Regions from separate parts of the Zea mays genome. Here region 1 is linked to region 2. A link is a contact called in public Hi-C data. All regions are on one chromosome and are shown on one strand. Each heading gives the region's core, a stretch centred on a gene start, on an enhancer-like site or on the middle of the called end of the contact. The rest is flanking DNA. Distances are from core to core; before and after follow the strand shown.

Evidence for each region. A called contact is a pair of places that touch in the nucleus more often than the background predicts.
Region 1: a Hi-C map of leaf shows a contact between it and region 2, with 4 times the contacts expected there. The contact joins the promoter of LOC103634210 here to the enhancer-like site in region 2. A contact is called at or near these places in 5 of 25 Hi-C or Micro-C datasets (bundle sheath, leaf and tassel).

The regions. Positions count from the first base shown.
Region 1 is chr7:139,381,920-139,385,732 of Zm-B73-REFERENCE-NAM-5.0, reverse strand. It overlaps LOC103634210, which reads left to right and starts at 1,581. Exons shown (of 2, transcript XM_008655792.1): 1 at 1,581-1,717; 2 at 3,245-3,725. The coding sequence starts at 1,581. The coding sequence ends at 3,725. LOC103632943 (titin homolog) reads right to left here and starts at 2,023. Exons shown (of 9, transcript XM_008654653.3): 1 at 1,600-2,023; 2 at 1-1,377. The coding sequence starts at 1,347.
Region 2 is chr7:139,278,877-139,282,718 of Zm-B73-REFERENCE-NAM-5.0, reverse strand. No RefSeq gene overlaps it. Among protein-coding and RNA genes, the nearest start is that of LOC103632941, 16 kb to the right of the region's middle. Within about 2 kb of position 1,723, at least 10 of the 20 cell types and tissues checked have an H3K27ac peak or open chromatin away from gene starts, as enhancers often do. A contact at or near this core is called in bundle sheath, leaf and tassel, where this site is marked.

The sequences.
Region 1 (3,813 bases), core at 332-2,831, 100 kb before region 2:
ACTGCGTGCACAGTTCCTTTCAGTTGGTTTTAGCACTCCATCCAATAGTTCAGCTTCAGTTTGTGGAACTTCCTCTTCTTGCTGATCAGTTTCTTGTCCATCCGTCTCAAAGGAATGAGACTTGGACTCAGAAGCAATTATAAAAGAATCAGCACCCGAGGCAACATAAATATGCCCATTGGTTTGTGATGATGCATCGATGGCATCCAGTTCTCCACTGGCAGCAGCATCCTCTCCTGATTCTGCAACTTCAGTCAGTTTGCTCTCATTAGCAATGTTATCAGGCTTAGTAGCAGCTTCAGAAGAATCTGCTTGGATGTCGGCACAAAGATGCCCATTTGCCATCAGCGCATCTGCCCTAACTACACCCTGCCCTATGACCTCCACGACATCAGCATTGCTCTGTTCTTGTTTGCTATCCTTTCCATTAACCTCAGACTCGATGTCGGCAGAACCAGACTCGGTACAAATTAGGACATCATCGCGCATGCAGGACTCCACAGCATAATCCTCTTGACTGTCAGGCTCAGTAACAGCTACAAATGAATCAGCCCTCATGTCAGCACAAAGATGCTCATTCTCCACCAAAGCACTTGCCCCACATGTACCCTGCTCATGTGGCCCCACAATATCAGCGGTGCTCTGTTCTTTGTTATCCTCTCTAATAACCTCGGACTCCATGGAAGCAGAAGACTTGGGAAGCGTTAGGGCATCATCATGCTCTGTGCTAACTTCCTGATGCACCACCGCTTCAGCGACATCAGCAACAGCACTTCCATCCACCGTGCCCTCCTTGCCTTCAACCTCATCATCCACAGCTGGTGCCGCCTCAGAATCAGCACCGGTGATGGCAGGTTCGCACCCGCTGGACGCCAGAGCAGCTGCCCCACCGTCCTCTTCACCAACGTCCTCCTGCGGCGCCGCTTCAGCATCAAAATCGGAACTTGGTTCGCCTTTGCCCTCATCCGCGCCACCCTCAGCGCCGTCGGAAGCACGACCACTGCCGTCCGCCGACGAAGCACCGAGTGCCGCACCCTGAGCACTCACTTCCCCTCGGGCGGACCCGTGATCTCCGCCCACGGCCAAGTCCGGAGCTACATTGGAGCCGGGCACGTCCTCCTCCTCGGACGACGACTCCTCGCCGGACGCCTTGCCCAGATCTGAGCCACGGTCGGAGTGCCCGTCAGAATCGCCGCCGTTCACGACCACAAAAGGCCCGCCGACGTCCTCGCCCTCGCGCTCCCCGGCCGCCTTCTCCTCCAGCGACGCGGTGACCACCTTCTCGGGCACGAATTCCGCCTTCGGCGCCTCGCCGGCGCCGTTGCACGCCGTCCCCTCCGCCGTCATTGCTGTTTCCCCGCGGATCGCGCCCCGATCCTGCACGCCACAGCAAAAACACGTCATCTGTTAAGACGCCAGAGCCATACGCCCCAACACAGATCGCAGATCAGAGATCACCCTGGATTAACCAAAGGCTCCCACGGCACCTCCACCGCTCCACGACACAAAACCCAAACCTCGCAAAGAGAGAGACAGACAGACAGACAGACGAAACCCAAAGCTCCAATAGAGAGATCGAGATGTGCGAGAAGATCTTACAGACGACGGCGAGGCGGGATCCGGGAGGCTCCTCGTACGCGTACACTCGGCCACCTACCGAAGCGAAGAAGCGATCTGGGGGTCGGCGGACCCCGATCGGCGAGGGCGGTGGGGCGAGGTGAGAGATGGATCTGTCTCTACCTGGCCGTGGCCGTCGCGCGTGTCTTCTCCTGTAGTCGTTGTGTGCGCGCTTTCGGAACTAGACTAGAGGTTTTCGAGGACGCGATTTTTAGGCCTTTAACCCAGATGGGATCTGGATTTATATTCGCGCTACGATAAGCTTGCCGTAGAATCCCGCGTCCGGGATAGTAGCGACCGCGGCCACGGAATTAGTTTGGATACGGGTACGGCACAGCACGAGCCACACCACCGACAGTCTCGGTCTCGAAACGGCCGGCGTCTCCTGCTGCGTCAGGCTCGGGGCTCGGGTGACGTCGTCGCCGTGAGATTTTTGGAGGCCTGGGGAAGTTGGGATTGGGACCGTACTCAGGTCAAGCAGTTCTAGAAGCTCATCATGGCCTTTTGCGCTTTTCTTTTATACTTTTTCGGCCCATGAGAATGGTGATATGTGCTCCTATTTTAAGCGTGGAGAATAGTCTTATGTTTGAAGAAAATAGCTAGCCTATGACTGCTTTTGCACATGCCTTCCTACGTTGGAATGCATTTATCTTCATTTAGCATATATATATATATATATATATATATATATATATATATATATATATATATATATATATATATATATATATATATATATATATATATATATATATATATATATATATATATATATATATAGAGAGAGAGAGAGAGAGAGAGAGAGAGTGTTTATTTAGAGGTTTTTATGATGTTGTCTTTTTTTATCTAGGTTGTGTGCAACATATATAGGTTCATAGGGCATCGCTACAATTCATCTCCTCACGGCCATCCTACCACAATCCGGGATACATAATTTTATGAGAAAAACTGTCGTGCAATTAAGTTTTTTTTTCACTCCTCGTACAATCACACTAATAAAAGTCATGATATTTTTTATAAAAAATATATTTTTATTATTTGCGCTATCAATACATCAAATTTAAAGTTTTACTTCGTTCTATGTTAAGGAAAAACTCTATTCGATATGAAGGATTAAAATGATAATTTTTCTCTTTTTATATCCATTAACATAGAATAAATTAGAACTTAAAATTTTAATATATTAGTAGAGTAAATAAATGAGTACCTATATTTTTAGTGATTTTAATGACTTTTGATAGTTTGTTTTGTTCGGTGGTTGAATGATAACCTTTGTTGCACTAAAATTTTTGTCTAGTTTTAGATAAAAATTATTAATTAAACTATGCATATTAGAGTTGACCTTCGTCTTCAAATTTGTCATTATCTAATCCAACAAATACAATTACATCTAGAGGTATTAACTTGAGCCATGCTAGAACTCAAGGTAAATTCAAAGTATCTATATTATTATATTAAGGCGGTAAGGGGTAGGCTGCCTCTGACATGTTCTGCCTTCCAGCGATCTGGACCGTCCGATACGCCATAGAGTCCCTCTGTTGTCCGATGCGTACACTCTCTCCCCCCAATGCACACCCGCTCGCGATCCTTGTTTTTCCTCTCCTGTTCGGATCCAAAAAAACCCTAGCCTCATCACCGTCCTGGTGCTCGCCTTCGGCGTGGTGTTCCTGCCCAAGGCCACGGCCGACGACGCCGTGCTGCAGCGGTTCGCGCTGGCGCCCGCCGACCCGGCGTCTAACTCCATCATCTCCTTCAACGTCACCGCCACGGTGTCGCTCCGGAACCCCAACATGTACAGGGCCATCGAGTACGGCGCGCTCGTCGTGACATTCTCCTTCAACGGCACTCGCTTCAACGACTCTGTGTCCGTGTCGGGGTTCAAGCACAAGGCGCGGAAGACGGCGACACAGAGCGTGAGAGTCGACGGCGTGGGCAAGCCCATCAAGCTGACCAGGCCCGGGGTGGGTGAGTTCCGGACGGAGAACGACACGGGCAGCTTCGGCGTGGAGATGCGGCTGGACACGATGCTCCAGTACAAGGGCCGGTCCCACCCCACCTTCACGCCTCCTCGTGTCGTCGCAACCGCAGATCTGACCAACGACCCCTGACCGATCGACCCCCCTCCCCCTCGGCGCGGCGAGGCGCAGGTGAGGCTCGTCCTGTTCCGCGGCTTCTTCTGCTTTGGTAATTTTCTTC
Region 2 (3,842 bases), core at 474-2,973:
CCTTACGACTATAAAAGGGAGGACCAGGGCCTTCTTAGAGAAGGTTGGCCGCGCGGGACCGAGGACGGGACAGGCGCTCTCTTGGGGCCGCTCGCTTCCCTCACCCGCGTGGACGCTTGTAACCCCCCTACTGCAAGCGCACCCGACCTGGGCGCGGGACGAACACGAAGGCCGCGGGACTTCCACCTCTCTCACGCTCGACTCCGGCCACCTCGCCTCTCCCCCCTTCGCGCTCGCCCACGCGCTCGACCCATCTGGGCTGGGGCACGCAGCACACTCACTCGTCGGCTTAGGGACCCCCCCGTCTCGAAACGCCGACAAATATCTAATCGTTTTGTGGGGGGTCCCTACCCTGCCTTATGCACTTGAGAGGGTTAGGGTTATACAATTAAGCTCGCTGCTATCTTGAAGCCTACAACCACAGAACTGTCCCCGACTCCCCGCCCATAAGACAGCGTGTGATCCTCCGCGGGGTTTATACCCCTGTATGCATGGAGGTTGGTTGTGATGCTTCGAGTCTGCACGTTTGAATTCCTGCTTCTCCCTTGGGCCACGTCTTACTGATCAGCCTGCGTGGTTTACCCTGTCCGACCCATGAAGGCCCTTTAACGACCTACATAGGAATCCTGGTCGCAGGGTCCCAGGGGATATCCATCCCCACAGGACGAGCACCAAATGAGGGAGGTGCACCAAACGGGGGAGCGAACGAAGGAGGAGCACCAATGATCCATATGGAGGATCACCATATGGATACCCATCCGCGTATGGAGAAGGATATGGATAATTGAAAGGTTGAGAAGAAGGAGCATATGTGGTAGGAGCCTTAGTGTTGGAAGGAGGATTGTCGGTGGTAGAGTTTTTATTAGGAGGAGCATCCACACATGGTCGGAGGATAGAGAGGAGGAGACCAGTATGGAAGTAGAGGTTGCAGACTCAGAAAACGGGGAAGGTCAGAAACATCCTCCCAACACGATGTACAGGAGAAAGATCATCGAAGTAGACGTGACCTACACCGGCAGGGATCTCGGAACTTTGTGGATATTGATCGTTGAGCAAGTCGGTGAAGATGCATATTCAAATAGAGTGAGAGACTCCAATATAAAAGAAAGACAAGCAAATTGGAGGGTGAGGGTATGAATGAATCCAAACATCCTCCTCTATCTAAATGGTAGGTCTATGATTTATTGAACTTCAATTAGTCAAAATGACGTGAATCAAGGAGATAATACGTTGTGACAGGTAGTCTGTAACAATCGATGGGGTCGATATCGACCGTTGGGTACGATATGCTCCATGCTAATGCCAGAGCCCTTGAAGAATCGAGGGTCGGATCCCCTGCCTGCCTACGAGTAGGATGCAGGGAACCAAACGCGCCCCCACGTGTCTGTTACATCGGGTCGATCTGAGGCTAGCTCCTTTTTCCAGCACGGGTGCACGAACAGGCAGTACAATTCAAGAAAAATGGCAACAACTAGCTAGGAGTACATATCAAGTTCTCACTCATGAGTCATGACATGCCTGTACAGCGCTGAACGCTGCACTGCAGATGTCCGCCTGGCCCACCGCCTCCTCTCGTCCCAAAGTCCCCATGGACGTGACATCATAATTCGGACTTGTGCATGCATCAGGTTATTTAGTTTATTTGACCTCCATAAATAGCTAGTAGTAGTTAGGAGACTCAGGCGTGTTAAAGTGATCGCCACCGGCCGTCGGCTATACATGCATAATAAATCGCTTCCGTCGGCCAATGAATCTCGTAGAGTCGTACGTAGTACAGTGTACTAGAAACGTTTTTTTTTAAAAAAACCGTATCCGAAAATAATTTCTGAGTAGTCTGTCACTATAAATATAATCTAAAGGGTTCGATCTTCCCAAGCCACCTTTATAAATCTCTACCATGTATGCAGATACATCTATTCTACCACGCATGTGCCTAGATATCTATACTATATATATATACGTCTAATATATAGCTAGGAAAAAACAAAATAACTTTTAAATTTATATGGAGGGACGAGGGAGTGTAAGTAGTGGTTGAAGGAAAACTTGTCTGAAACTCGACGCGGACGTGGAATGCGACTGAAAACTGACTGCATGCATGGTGCGGTAACGACGAGGCCACGTTTTGTAGAGAGAGAGAGAGTTTTGTTACGTGTCCACATCCACACAGTGCCATAAAAGGGGTCGTCGCAAAGCCGCTACACGATCGAGCAGCGGCGTCAGCCAGCTTTCTTTCTTCATCAAACCGCATTTCCGATCAAGTCCCGACTGAATCGTCGTCGACGACGACGACGACGTCGCACACTCATTTTGTTGTCGCCGTTTTTTTTGGTACGTACAGACGGGTATAGGTACGTAACGTACTACGTACGAATACATTGCGCGCGTTCCTTCTAGTACTAGTAGTAGGCTAGTACGGCCGACGACGACGAGTAGTGCAAATCAAGCGTAAATAAAATCCTTTGCCGACCCCTACCTTATTATTTAGCCGCCGCCTGTGGGCTGCTGTGGCCGTGTCCTAGACGAATATGCATGTACGCACGTACTTATGCAGTATTATTACTACTAAATTAAGTCGTACGTACGTGCTTATACAGTACGTCGTCAGTACATATATGCAGTATTATTAGCATGTACAGAGTGATCACGAGTCAAATAGTGGCGAAACAATATATAGCTAGGGTCTCCCGATTACTACTAAATTTGTATTAACACTTTTCTTGTGGTCTGACCTTCGCTCGCGTAAACGGGGGAAGGGAAAAAAAAACAAAAAAAAACGAGCATTTGACTATCGCCGTCTTCAGTTAATTGCCCTTCTTTTGTCGAGTACTCAACATCCCAGCCCATCCTGCAGGGCGGTCGGCTCTGGAGCATATCGTCTGACCGAAAACTACAGCTAGCTAGCATTCATTCATTTGGCCCGCGCGCGGTTATCTGGAGTCTCGCCATGCACTTGCACTACTGATATACTACGGAATAATACATTGAAATATAGGAATGCATGGTGTGGATCGGTATGGGGCTATGGCCTATGGCCTATGGGCATGCCAGTCGGCAGTGTCACGATTCGGGCCGCCGCGATATACTTAGGGCATGTACAGTGGAGAGACACCAAAACGGTTCTCCAAGCACAGGAGACAACTAAGAGACTCTATTGTACAATAGAGTGTCTATAAACGTAGTCTATTAATAAATACAGAATTAAATGTATTTGTATAGCATCAGATCGGTAGAACAGACGACAAATTCGTACAGTGAGAAGTGAGGCGTCTGTTGTTACTTGGTTTACGAGACAGAGGCGTCTCTTCACGGAGAGACGGCTCTAAGATTATTTTGCAAATAACCCCTAAAACACCTTAAGAGCCCCACATTAAACACCACTGTACATGCCCTTATGATTGAATAGTAGGTCGGTCACCGCGGTCCGTGGCTGGCAGTCACACCGCCTCCCGCGGGGCCTCGGCACAGTTGCCATGCATGCATGCATGCGCATGGGCATTCGATCTCTAGCCAGCAGGTGCTGCGCGCGCGGCGGGCTCTGTGTCGCGCTCTGTCCTCTGTACATGGACACATGGTAGGGAGAGATCAGTGTGGTCGTGTCGATCCTCGATACGATGGATGCGGCGATCGAATACGATCCGACGACGGCAGTGTACGTCTTGTCGCCTTCCGAGCGAGAGGGACACGCGCACGGTCGAACAGTGGCGGGATGCCGTCGAGGCGAAGGATGGCTGCCACGCGCCAGGAGAAGAAAGCCCCGCCACGCCGACCGCGCGCGCCGCCACTTGAATGCGGTCGGAGCCAAGCGACGGCGGCCGCCTGCGCGCGCCCGAACCATCAAC